2 separate regions of the Sus scrofa genome follow, and region 2 is linked to region 1. The links are chromatin contacts, called in public HiChIP or PLAC-seq maps. All regions are on one chromosome and are shown on one strand. The core of a region is the stretch at or near the end of the contact, and the rest is flanking DNA. Distances in the headings are between cores, read along the strand shown.

The links. HiChIP or PLAC-seq counts read pairs in DNA pulled down with a chosen protein or histone mark.
Region 2: a contact with region 1 is called in an H3K27ac HiChIP or PLAC-seq map of skeletal muscle. The contact joins two enhancer-like sites. A contact is called at or near these places in 1 of 47 Hi-C or Micro-C datasets (skeletal muscle) and 2 of 2 datasets of contacts at active chromatin or transcription factors (alveolar macrophages and skeletal muscle).

The regions. Positions count from the first base shown.
Region 1 is chr3:96,992,580-96,998,403 of Sscrofa11.1, reverse strand. All of the region lies in intron 28 of THADA (thyroid adenoma-associated protein), which reads right to left. Among named protein-coding and RNA genes, the nearest start is that of THADA, 120 kb to the right of the region's middle. Within about 2 kb of position 2,408, at least 8 of the 83 cell types and tissues checked have an H3K27ac peak or open chromatin away from gene starts, as enhancers often do. A contact at or near this core is called in skeletal muscle, where this site is marked.
Region 2 is chr3:97,378,994-97,384,817 of Sscrofa11.1, reverse strand. No RefSeq gene overlaps it. Among named protein-coding and RNA genes, the nearest start is that of ZFP36L2, 180 kb to the right of the region's middle. Within about 2 kb of position 3,712, at least 25 of the 83 cell types and tissues checked have an H3K27ac peak or open chromatin away from gene starts, as enhancers often do. A contact at or near this core is called in skeletal muscle, where this site is marked.

The DNA.
Region 1 (5,824 bases), core at 1,159-3,658:
TTTGGCCTTGGCTCCTGCCACCTGGCCCTCCTTGTTCCCTGCCCCACTTTAAAAGAGGAGATGAAAGGAACGGGGGGGGGGGACTGGTACAAATTACCATTAACGTCAACACACCTTGAGATTCTAAGATCCAAGAGTATCAGAGAACATAAGTCACTTTCACACTTGCTATACAAATAGCTTCTAAAAATACATGAAGTGAAAAAAAAAAATAAAAGTACATGAAGTGCAGGCACTGAAAATATGGCTAAAATTTGGGTCTGGCACAAAAAAATTTTACCTAGTATTCTGAATATGTTAACACTTATATTTTGTAGCAAATATAAGAGTCAGAGGCCAGGAAGAAAGCTATAAAATGGGGTGGATGGATCCATATTGGTAGAAAAAAACATGGTTAGGGTGTCCAAACACAAATAATGAGTGTACCTGCATACATACACACACACATACACACACACACACACCACCCAGAGGATGTGTGTGAGACAATAAAAATGGTGATATATAATGCTGCTCTCCCATTCTCCTACTCACCCAATCTACGAAAACAGTATTTGTTTTTTAATGCGCTCATTCTAGTGGTAAAGATAGACACTGAACATACACACAAATAGATGCAGATGCTTCAACAAAGGTATATTTCATCCTTGGAAAAGAAAAACCATATTTCTCACAATTATTTGTGATTACAGTAACACTGGCTAGCTGTTGAGTCTGTACGGAAATAATTTACAGTCACTCTAGTAGTTTTCCAAATTTGTCAGAAAACAAGCAGCCCAGAGAATGACTGATACAAAGGCTGAATAAAAATAACTAATTGAAGGAACAGTCACTGATCATTTTCACATGTAAATTTTGGCATTCCGTCTTAGTTTTAATTAATTCCATTAAATTGGTGTTTCATAGGTCAGAGGATTTTATGACTACACACCAAAAATGTTGTTTATAAAGCCATTTAGAAGGAACTGCCCACAAATATTTTCTAATACATTTTTTCCTTTTGTCTAATTCAAATTGTGATTGCTTCATTTTTTCCTCCTTTAAGTCCAATTTTGTTCTTTGTATTTACTTCTACTTCTTTATTTGCCATTCAACAAGGGGCAGTCCATCATAAAACCTACTCCATGCTTTCTAAAATTTATGTAGTACCAAGTAACTTCAACCTGTAAGTACACTAAGAAAGAAAAAGGGGGACAAACCAACAAATCAGGTGGTAGGAGATAAATATCCTTACATACACACAAAGCCTCACTCTCTCCACAGAGATCCATAAATAGGGTGGCCAAGGCTTATTTATAGAAAGGACAAAGGGACAGGATAAAAATGAAAATACAGCCAAAGAAGCCTCTTCGTCTCCTCTGGCCTGATTTAAATAGGGTTACTCAAGTTCATGGATTGGTAATAGATGATGTTGCAAAATTAGGATGAATCAGAGTCATCACTAAAATATTGTTTTATTCTAAGAATGGACAATATCATATGTTTTGCCCTAAAACACATGACTCATAGGGAGCCCATGATTCCTTTTCCATTCTTCCCTGAAATTTGACAAAAAAAAAAAAAAAAAATCAGAAAGGGTAAGTTAGGGGAGCCACATACCTAGAGTTTCACACCATTTTAATGGTGGTTTCAATCCTGCTATTACTCAGATATGCGACTCAGGTTAAGTCACTTAACTTCTGAGTCTCAGTCTCCTATCTATTAAACGGGGATAATTATACCTAACCTAACTCCCTTACCAGGTTACCACTAGGATCAAATGTGAAAGTACTTTGAAATCATCAATTTCTGCTGATTCGACCTCCTATTTCTCAATTCTATTCATTTCTTTCAACTTTCATTGTCACTATTCTAATTCAGACCACCAACATTTCTTCCCTAGGCTGGATCACCTTTATAAATAGCAGAACACCACAGTATACCGTTCACGAGGAAAATGAGAAAGCCAAGCTAAATGTATTCCATTTCACCATCTAACATTTATTTGACATTCTCCTGTGACTGCGGTCTGTATGTATTTGTGGGCATGTATATTAAAATGTCCTTTGTTTTACGAAATGATTCTGACAGGTGGTGCATTTAACATCCTTACTTAACAAAACGAAAAGGTTAGTAACTCCATTATGGTGATCCACAAAATTTAATTTTTTTTTTCTGGTTCATGAAGTCCAAATGTTTGGGTACCATTAGCCTATATTATCCTAACAAACAAAGCCATTCAAACAAACTCATCCCTGGTCTTCAAACTTTTACTTCCAATCCAGCTTTATTGTGTTCTCTACACAGTGGTCAAACTGATCAAACTAAAACAAATCTAATCCCTTTATACCTGTGCTTGAAATAACTTCCTTGCTCCTGTGTCCTCAGGTTGGCTGACCTCATCTCAGGCCACGTGGCCCTTGCACTCTGCATAGCAATCATGTGTTGTGATGGCTCATATCACTCCTGACTTCTGAACAGGAACAGCCCCCTCCTATATCACCTCCTCTTTCTCAGGTAAATACTGCATATCCTTTTGCTCAGCCATTATCTTTTTTGCTCTAAGGTGTCTTCCTTGATTCCTCTAAGCCCATATTCCATGTATCCACCATGTACCATTACAGCAGCAACTCTTACTTCCTTCACTGTAGAACTTCACTAATATGTTGATAAATATTTACTGGGCTTCTGCTATATGTCAGGCACTGCTCCAGGTGCTGGAGATGGAGCAGTGAATGAGATAAAGATCCACTCCCAAGGAGCTGACATTCTAGTAAGAGGAAGCAGGTTAGAAGTTAAAATTCAAAATAACAGAGAAGTGAAACACTTGGTGATGGTTCATCCCTGTATTCCACGGACCTGGAACAATGTCTGGCTCCAAGCTGGTGCTCAAAAAATATTTGTCGAATGAATAAACATTCATTTTAGGAGTGTCAAAAAGCACTATACAAGTGTGAAGCCTTGACAACTGTGGGCATTGGGTTCACATCGGCCTATTAAAATCTCTTCCTAGAGTCTGGCTTAAGTTTTCAGAAGCCTTAAAGCGGGCTGCATCAGTCATATCAGGGCATTCGATATTCTAAGACTTGGTTTTACACTTGGCAGAAGTAGTACTTTTACCAGTAATTTTCAGATCAAATGAGTTAAGCACTGAAGGCTCAAACGTCCCAACTTGGCACAGTCTCCATCTTCCTCAAACTCAAAACACAAAATTAAAAGAAAGCCAGTTCCTTATATGGTTCAGACACCAGGATGTTGGCCTCCTACTCTACCAAAAAGGTTCACACTGGAAAAGTCAATAACTACCAGGAACAAGGGCCTTGTCAGATCACTGTCAAGGCATAATCCCACCTGAGCTGTCACCCACTGAAGTGAATTAAAGTCAAGAAAGTCAACATTTAATGAATATTCACTTGCCTTTGGTTCAAGAATGGTCTTAGAAATAAGCTTTCCTTTAATTAAGAACAAAAGTACCCCAGAAAGCTGAAATGAGATCTGAGGAACAGTCCACCTGAGTCAGCTAGTCAGCATAAGGAAGAGTTGGCAGTCCCTGGCTGACAATGCTCCAGAGTGTGACTGAAACACCATTCTGTTCATGTAAAGATGTGGAAAACACCGAGTGCCTGTCATGGTTCAGTGGAAACGAATCTGACTAGCATCCATGAGGATACAGGTTTGGTCCCTGGCCTTGCTCAGTGGGTTAAGGATCCAACATTGCCATGAGCCGTGGTGCAGGTCACAGACGTGGCTCAGATCCCTAGTTGCTGGGGCTGTGGCGTAGGCTGGCAGCTACAGCTCCGATTCGACCCCTAGCCTGGGAACCTCCATGTGCCGCAGGTACCACCTTAAAAAGACCAAAAAAAAAAAAAAAAAAAAAAAAAAGAGAGAGAGAGATTTGGAAAACAGATTTTTCTGGACAGATCTAGGCCTGACATCTCTACTACCAAGCTGACAAGCCAAAATATGAACCTGGTACAAAGGTACCCAGCAGTTCTAAAAAGAGCTTGCGGTGTTTATAGACTGCTAATTCTCAATCCTGGGCCTAGACATACACCAATCAATCAAGCAATGGACAGTCGTGTCCTGAGCAGTATGCTAAGTGCTCTGGAGGACACCGGCAGCGCACATTAAGGTTCAATTCTAAGCCTCAAGGACTTAACATCAAGCTTAAAACATATGACAGAAGTTAAAGCATGATTGAAGGACTGGCATGGTAAGAGCTAACAAAGTGGCACAAGCTTGCTCTGGAGGCCAAAGCAGAGGGATGCTCAGGGAAACCTAGCTCCATGGATGGAAGGCACCAGGAGGTGGACAGATTTGGAAATGTAGAGAAAGAGCAGTCTTAAATTAGTCTTGGTGGCTCCAGGGCTTGAAGGACAGCTAAGGGTCCCCTTTCCCAGAGGCGGGGGAGGTTGAAGGAGGAGGAAGTATGTGGAGGAGAAGGGGCTGGCAGGAAACCATGGAGAGAGAGACGAGCAAGGCCTGCCTGGGGACGAAGGAAGAAGCTGGACCAAAATGCTCCTGGAGGAGGGAGCAGGTTGGACGTCAGAAGGCCCTGAATGCAAGCTAATGAGTTTCAACCAGATTTCTCAAATCCTGGAAATCTACTTGAAGTTTTGGCCAGTGAGTAACATGACTGTGTTTAAGTCTGTCCTAAACATTTTTATATAAGTCTACACTGCCCACAAAAAAAAAGAATTAAAAAGAGACTTTTTCTCAACTATGTTCCTAAAGTTTAAAAAAACCCTATCACTGTCACTAAATCTTAGATCACTCCGTAAATCACACATCCTTGAGTAAACACGGTAAACACTGAACGGTCCATTTTACACAGCACTGAAAAAATGACTTCTTAAAGGCAAACTCAGTCCTAACTACATTCACTCCCTGACTTCACCCTCCCCCTAAAACCTGACTAGGGTCTTTATTTTGCATTAAGTGTTACAGATTTCCTTATGGACCTGGAAGGAAGAGCTGTTAGTCATCAATCTGGATGGTGTGCATTAATAGGGTCTTTGTTCAGAACATTTAATTATAGGTTTGAGCCTTGGACGAATGCAAAATGAAAATATTGGAGGGGACTTTCCTTCTGCTAATCTGCCAGCCAAGCAGTACCATGGATTCCAAAACGGTCCCTCCGCACATCATTTGGAGAGGCGGTCTCTTCCCTGGGGTCTGGGACATGGCTTCCTTCTCTGGCCTGATCTTGAGCTGCCCTGGGCCACTCAGCTTCCAACAGAGTTCAGGCAATCAAAGGCCTGAGGATGCTCAGATGTAATTTGGGCGGTTTCATACCTTTTAGATGTTTGTGCCTCAACAAAGGCAACATGACCGTACTCGCTCACTCTCGCTGGCTCCAGGCGACCCCAGGACTGTCCCACCTTTGACCCCATGAGCTGTGTAGAAGGAGTCCAGAGTTTCAAGCCAAGCTTTAATCTATTTTCAAGTTTATGAAATGATTTTACTCTGGCAAGTAATTATCTGGGGAAGACTGCTGCATATGCTGAAAATGCAGTATTTGTGTGTGCATTTTACACATTAATTATTGTAGAGATGTTAGCATTTAAAACCTGTACGGTGACAGTGTGTTATCATGATGATCATTTTGAACTGTTTAGAAATATTGCATCACTATGTTGTGTAACAGGAACTAACACAGTGTCATAGGTCAGTTGTGCTTCAAAAACAAGCAAACAAACAAACTCATTGAAAAAGAGATCAGATTTGAGGTTCCCGAGATGGAGGTGGTTAGAATTAGAGGAAGATGGTTGAAAGGTACAAACATCTAGTTATGAGATAAATACTAGGGACACAATGTACAACATGATAAATATAATTAATACTG
Region 2 (5,824 bases), core at 2,463-4,962, 390 kb before region 1:
GCTTTGGTACCAAGCACTGAAAGTGTTTTCACCCTGCCATGTAAGTAGCATGATCTCCATTCTCCCTGGTAAAGCTGAGGCCGAGGGCAGTGAGGCGAGCGGCCCAAGAGGCCCACAGCAGATGAGTAAATCCCACCTTTGAGCTGAGATCTGAAGTCAGGTTTATGCATCTTATTGCAAAGCCCAGATCTTCTTCAGTTCCTCGCCCTCCCCCAGGAGAAAATGGAAAGGAAAAGCCGTTGAGAGCAGGAGGGTGATTCCTACGAGGAGGTACAGGAGGTGGAGGTTTGAAGCGGGAGCTGCAATAAGCAGAGTCAGAGACCTGGTGGGTTGGCTAGGAGGCTGGTGCCAACAGTACTGCCACATGGCCCAGGTTGGATGAGGGGAATAGGGTGGTGCCCGCTTGGGCTCCTGGATGTGGGAGGGTAAAGCCGCCTGGTCCTGAAGAGGGGGGCTGTGTGTGTGATGCTGGGGCTCCCTCCTCTATATGCAGCCACACCAGCAGTGCCCGTGGAAAGGGTGGCTGTGCCTGGAGTCTGGCAGAAAGGCTGGGGCCCAAGAGGAGTCCTTGCAGGAGAAATCTCTCCTTCTGCCCTAGATTGGAGGCTGCAGAAAGTCATTTGGACCAAGTGGGGGCAGGATGCCGAGGGCAGAGGAGCTGGCTCCCGTTGGTCCCCTTTCTTTCCTCATCTCCCTTCCCTCTGAACCCCAGTCCAGGGCCCAGGAGGGCTTGGCAGCCTGTTCCTGGCCTCCCCAGCAGAGGGCTCCAGAGCAGAGCTCAGGATGGCCATGGGGAGGGAGCGGCAGAAAGCACTGGACAGTCCGCCCTGCTCACAGGTGTCCAGGTCACAGGTGCTCTTTACTGGTGCACAGGTGTGTCTGTCTATGTGTGCACCCATGTGGGTGTGTGCAAGTGTGTACAGTAGACGTATGTTGTTGTGTGGGCATGTCAGTGTCGGCACGCGGGCACGACTGCCTGCCTGTGTGTTGGGTGGTATCTATTCACATGTGTTTGCTCATTTTCTCTTTGCACACGCCAGCACTACTGTGGTCCTTGTGCATAGTTGTGTGCATGCGGGTGTCTGTATGCTTTGTGCATGGGTGTCTCTGGTTGGCCTTGTGCAGAGAAAGCCGAAAAATTACTGACAAGGTGTGCTGTGGAATCTCATCATTCTCGAGGACAAGGATGAGGGACCCCCTGCTCCTTCTGTGCCATCTGACATTCACACCCTGACCCAGCCGCCTGACTCCTGCCCTCAATCAACACAGCCCCTGAATTTGTTTGTTAAAACCTCATTTACAGCAGGTGTAGTTGACATCCAGTTCCCAGGAAGCAAGTACTTCCAGAACTGTGTGTGTGTGTGTTCTGGTTCCCTCATTTGCAGCTCGAAAATGTTTCTTTTCCAGCATTTCCATTGCGGCTCAGAGAGTTAAGAACCCAACTAGTATCCATGAAGATGTGAGTTCGATCCCTGCCCTTGCTCATTGGGTTAAGGATCCGGTGTTGCTACAAGCTGCAGCATAGATCACAGAGGAAGCTCGGATCTGGCTTTGCTGTGACCGTGCTATAGGCCAGCAGCTGCAGCTCCCATTCAGCCCCTAGCCTGGGAACCTCCGTATGGTGCAGGTGCGGTCCTGAAAAGCAGAAACAGAAAATGCTCTTCTTCTTGTTGGGAATGAGGAGCAGAGCCCCAGAGAATGCGGGGAAGGTAGAGGGCTGCAGTGGAGAAACAGCAGGCTGGTGGCTGGTTCATCCACAGCTGAAGGGAGGCAGCGGCCATGGGGGCAAGGTCTTGGCCCAGAAGTCTGGGGGGCCCTGGACGGGGCCCAGCTCTGCTACCAGCTGGAGGCCCTGGCTGATGGGAAGCAGCCTCTCCTGTGGTGGTCTGTGCTGCTGTTCAGCCAGGGCCATTGGGGAGAACAAATGGGGTACTCCCCTCACCCTGTGTCGTGTGGAAAAGGCACTTGTCGAAGGGAGTGCGGTCGAGGATGGCGCCCACCTCAGGATGGGAGGCTGTATTGGTTTCCTGTCGCTCCTGTGACAGCTCACCACGAACTTAGTGGTTTAAAATAATCCGCATTTATTTTACAGTCCTGGGGACCACAAGTCCAAAATCAGCCTCACCAAGCTAAAGTCAAGGGATTGGCAGTGCTGTGTGCCTTTTGGAGGCTCTAGGGGAAATGGGTCTCCTTGCCTTTTCCAGATTCTAGAAGCTGCCTGCATCCCTTGGCTTGGGGCCCCTTCCTCCTTCGTGCTGTCACATCGCCTTTCTATTGCTTTGGCCTCTTGCCTCCCTCTGGGAAGGACCCTGGTGATTACCCTGGACCCTCCCAGATAATCCAGGACAGTCTCCTCATCTCAAGCTCCTTGACATGATCACATCTGCCAAGTCCTTTTGGCTGTGAGGTTAACATTTGTTCACAGGTTCTGGGGAGTAGATATGTGGGCCTCTTTTGGGGCCACTGTTTTGTCTACTACCTAGAGAAATCACAGACAAGCTGGCCAAAGTGGGTAACAGTCTTTTTAAATTTTTTATTGGAATATGGCTGACTTACAAAATTGTGTTAATTTCAGGTGTACGACAAAGTAAATTAATTACACATATACATATATCAGTTCCTTTTGACATTCCTTTTTTTTTCTCTTCTTTTTTAGGACAGCCCCTGGGGCATATGGACGTGCCCAGGTTACTGGTTGAATCAGAGCTATAGCTGCTGGCCTACACCATAACCATAGAAACGTGGGATCCGAGCTGCCTCTGTGGCATACACCGCAGCTTGTGGCCATGCAGGATCCTTAACCTGCTGAGCAAGGCGCAGGGATGGAACCTGTGTCCTCATGGATACTATTTGGGCTCTTAACCCTCTGTGCCACAACGGGAACTCCCCCTTTGGATATTCTTGATCCTCCTGCGGTTTCACTGAGGCACCAGTGGGACCCTCACTCCTGCCGAGGAGCCATCTGGTCCTGACGTCTCGTCTGGCGGATTGAGCCCCAGGAACCAGGGTGCGCTGGCTGCCTAAAGGGCCTTTCCTTTCTGCCTGCCTTCCCGGCAGCCCCTGGCCAGGCACCAGCTATGACCTCAGCCCACACTGACCCTTCGGTTCCCCCCTCACCCCCTCCCAGCCTGCTCCAGATCCAGCCTCCGGCCCTGTCCATGCTCCCAGAACACCCCGCGTGACTCGGTTCCTGTTCTGTCACAGCCCCTACTCCCTGCCCCAGAGGCACCTGGGCTCCAGGCTGCCCATCCGCCACCCAGCCCTCTCCACACGTGTGAAAACCACACGCATGGGCGCTCTGCAGCTCCCCGCAGGAAAGCCCAGCCGCAAGACCCAGAGCAGAGGAGAGGGGACACACACAAGCGTGCAGGCCAGTGCCAGGGTTTGGGGATGGGGGGCGGGGATCCAATGGAACAACGGGCCTCCCGGATGCTGTATCAAGCCAAACTCCCCAGCAGAGTCAGCACCACATCTGGAATTAAGCTGGAAATTCCAATTGCTCTCTGCTGCTAAAAAAAAAATGTGTCAAATCTTCCCAGAGATTTTGTGGAAGTGGGAAGCGCTGCGGGGCGGTGGAGGGGAGGGGGGAGCGCTCCCTCCACAGGACCCGTGAGCTTTGGGGAAATCCAGATGTCACAATGTGTCCACAGCCCTCTGGCTGATGGCTCCCCCAGCCTCCCTCATCTGTGCTCCCTGCCCCGTGAAAATTAAAGACGCCTGGAGCAGGGGAGGGGCTGTTTCGCTTCTCCCAAGGACCCACACGTCCGTTCATGTAAGCGCATGTGAGACTGTGACTTTTTTTGATAGGGATTGAGTTATTTTTTCCTGGAGAGGAAAACGTTGACATGCCTTTGGTGGATCGTCCGCCCAGAAATTTCCAATGCATGAAGAAGCTGTGCTCTTCCCTTTGCTCTAACACACACACACACACACACACACACACACACACGCACACACCTTCCAAAGGCCCAGAACTCACTGTGTGGTCTGAGCCCCTTCAGGGCCTCGCTGCACTGCTAGCCCAGCCCCAACCAGTGCGGGATGGGGATTCCATAGAGCTGGGTCTGCAGGGCCAGGGAAGCTTGGACCACTTGCTCGTTCTCAATCTCTAGGCAAGTGGATGAATTTCCTGTTACTGCTGTAACAAATCACCACAAGCTGAGTGACTTCAACAACACAAATATATTCTCTTACAATTCTGGAAGTCGGAAGTCCAAAATCAGCCTCGCTGGGCTAACGTCAAAGCATCTCCAGGGGAAAATCCATTTCCTTATCTTTTTTCACATCTAGAGGCTACCTCTATTCCTTGGCTTATGGCCCCTCCCTTCTATAGCAAGCATCCTCTCGGGTCCTTACCCAGAGCATCAGAGGGTCTGTCTCCCCAGGCCTCTTCCCGTTCTGATACTAACATCCTAGGTCTCTGGGACCTTGGGGGAAATGGGCCCGGCCCCTCCCCACTCTCCTCTTTGCTGAATCTCTGGGGCTCGTATTGTCTCTTTTTGTCCTCTTCCTCCAGCCCAGGAGTCTGACATCCCAGGCTGGGGCTTTTGCCCCTCAGTTTCATTCTCAACAAGTGAAGAATTCATCCCAGCCCCAACTTAGTTTAGGATCTGAATTATACTTTTCTCCAAGGCAGGGCTCTCGACTGCCCAGCTGTCATGCGGGGGCCAAGGATCCTGATCCCGATTCAAGGATGTTGGGTGGGTATCCAAGACGTCCAAATGGAGGGGCAGGGATGCGGGTACCCTTCCTGGCAGTGGTCCTTACCAGCCTGACCTCCCAGAGCTCAGGCCACCCGGTCACAGCGTGACATTGAAAGTCCCTCGCCAGGGAGAGAGGGATGAGGCTGACCCAGCCTGGGTAGTCCCATGGGACCCAATAGTACAGACTGGTGTCCTTGGTGGCCTCCCGAGTAAAGAGCCTCTTTGAGCCAGACCTTCCTTCTTCCTTTTCTTTCTTCCTTTCCCTCCCTTCCTTTTTGTCTGACCCAGTGCCTGGTCCTTTGTCAGGCACAGGATAAGAGCTGGAAGGGCTCGGTCCCCCAGCCTGTGAGAAGCACTGCCCACAGCCCCTCCCAAGCAGTGAGAGTTCCCAAGTGTGGAAGCCAAATGGGGCTGCCCGAGGTGCCAGGAGGGCTTCCTGGGGCTGGTGGTGCTGCATTTTCCACCCTCAAACACACTAAAACACTGAGCCACCCGCACACGCCATGTGAGGGGAGGCAGCCACGCTTCGGCTCGTGCTCTTCCCACTGCTCGACATCTTTCCACTTGCCTCTCCTGGATAGCTCTGGCTCAGGTGCCACCTCTTCCAGGAAGCCTTCCCTGAAGTCTGGGGAGGTTGAATCTCCTCCTTGATTCTCCTAGCGCCCCACAGAGAGGCTCCTCGTGTCCAAGCCAGAAACTGATTTTATGCTGCAGTCAAGAGAAAGCCTTGGCCTTGGAGGGGCCTAGAGTGGAGGGGGACAGTGTCTGGTGAAATGGCACTGGGCTTTGCTGAGCCTGCTTTTTTTGAGCCGATGGGCCCTTACAGATCCCCCAGTCCATCTCCTTTCCGGATAGTGGTGCTGGGACCAGAAAACCCTTCTCCTGGTTTTAGCCCTCTGTCCTTCCCATGACCCATCCCATCTTGATGGGGGCTGTGTCCTGACCACCTCAGTGTCCGTGAGTGCTTGGTGAACCAACATGCGGGGGTGCTTATGGGGGAACTGAACCCGCCAGAGACAAGTGTTTCGGAGGCACATGGCATTGATGTCACCATTTGGTCACATGCTGTCCTAACTCTCAAAGTGGAGCCTAGGTTTCATATTATCCCTTTATGGCAGAGA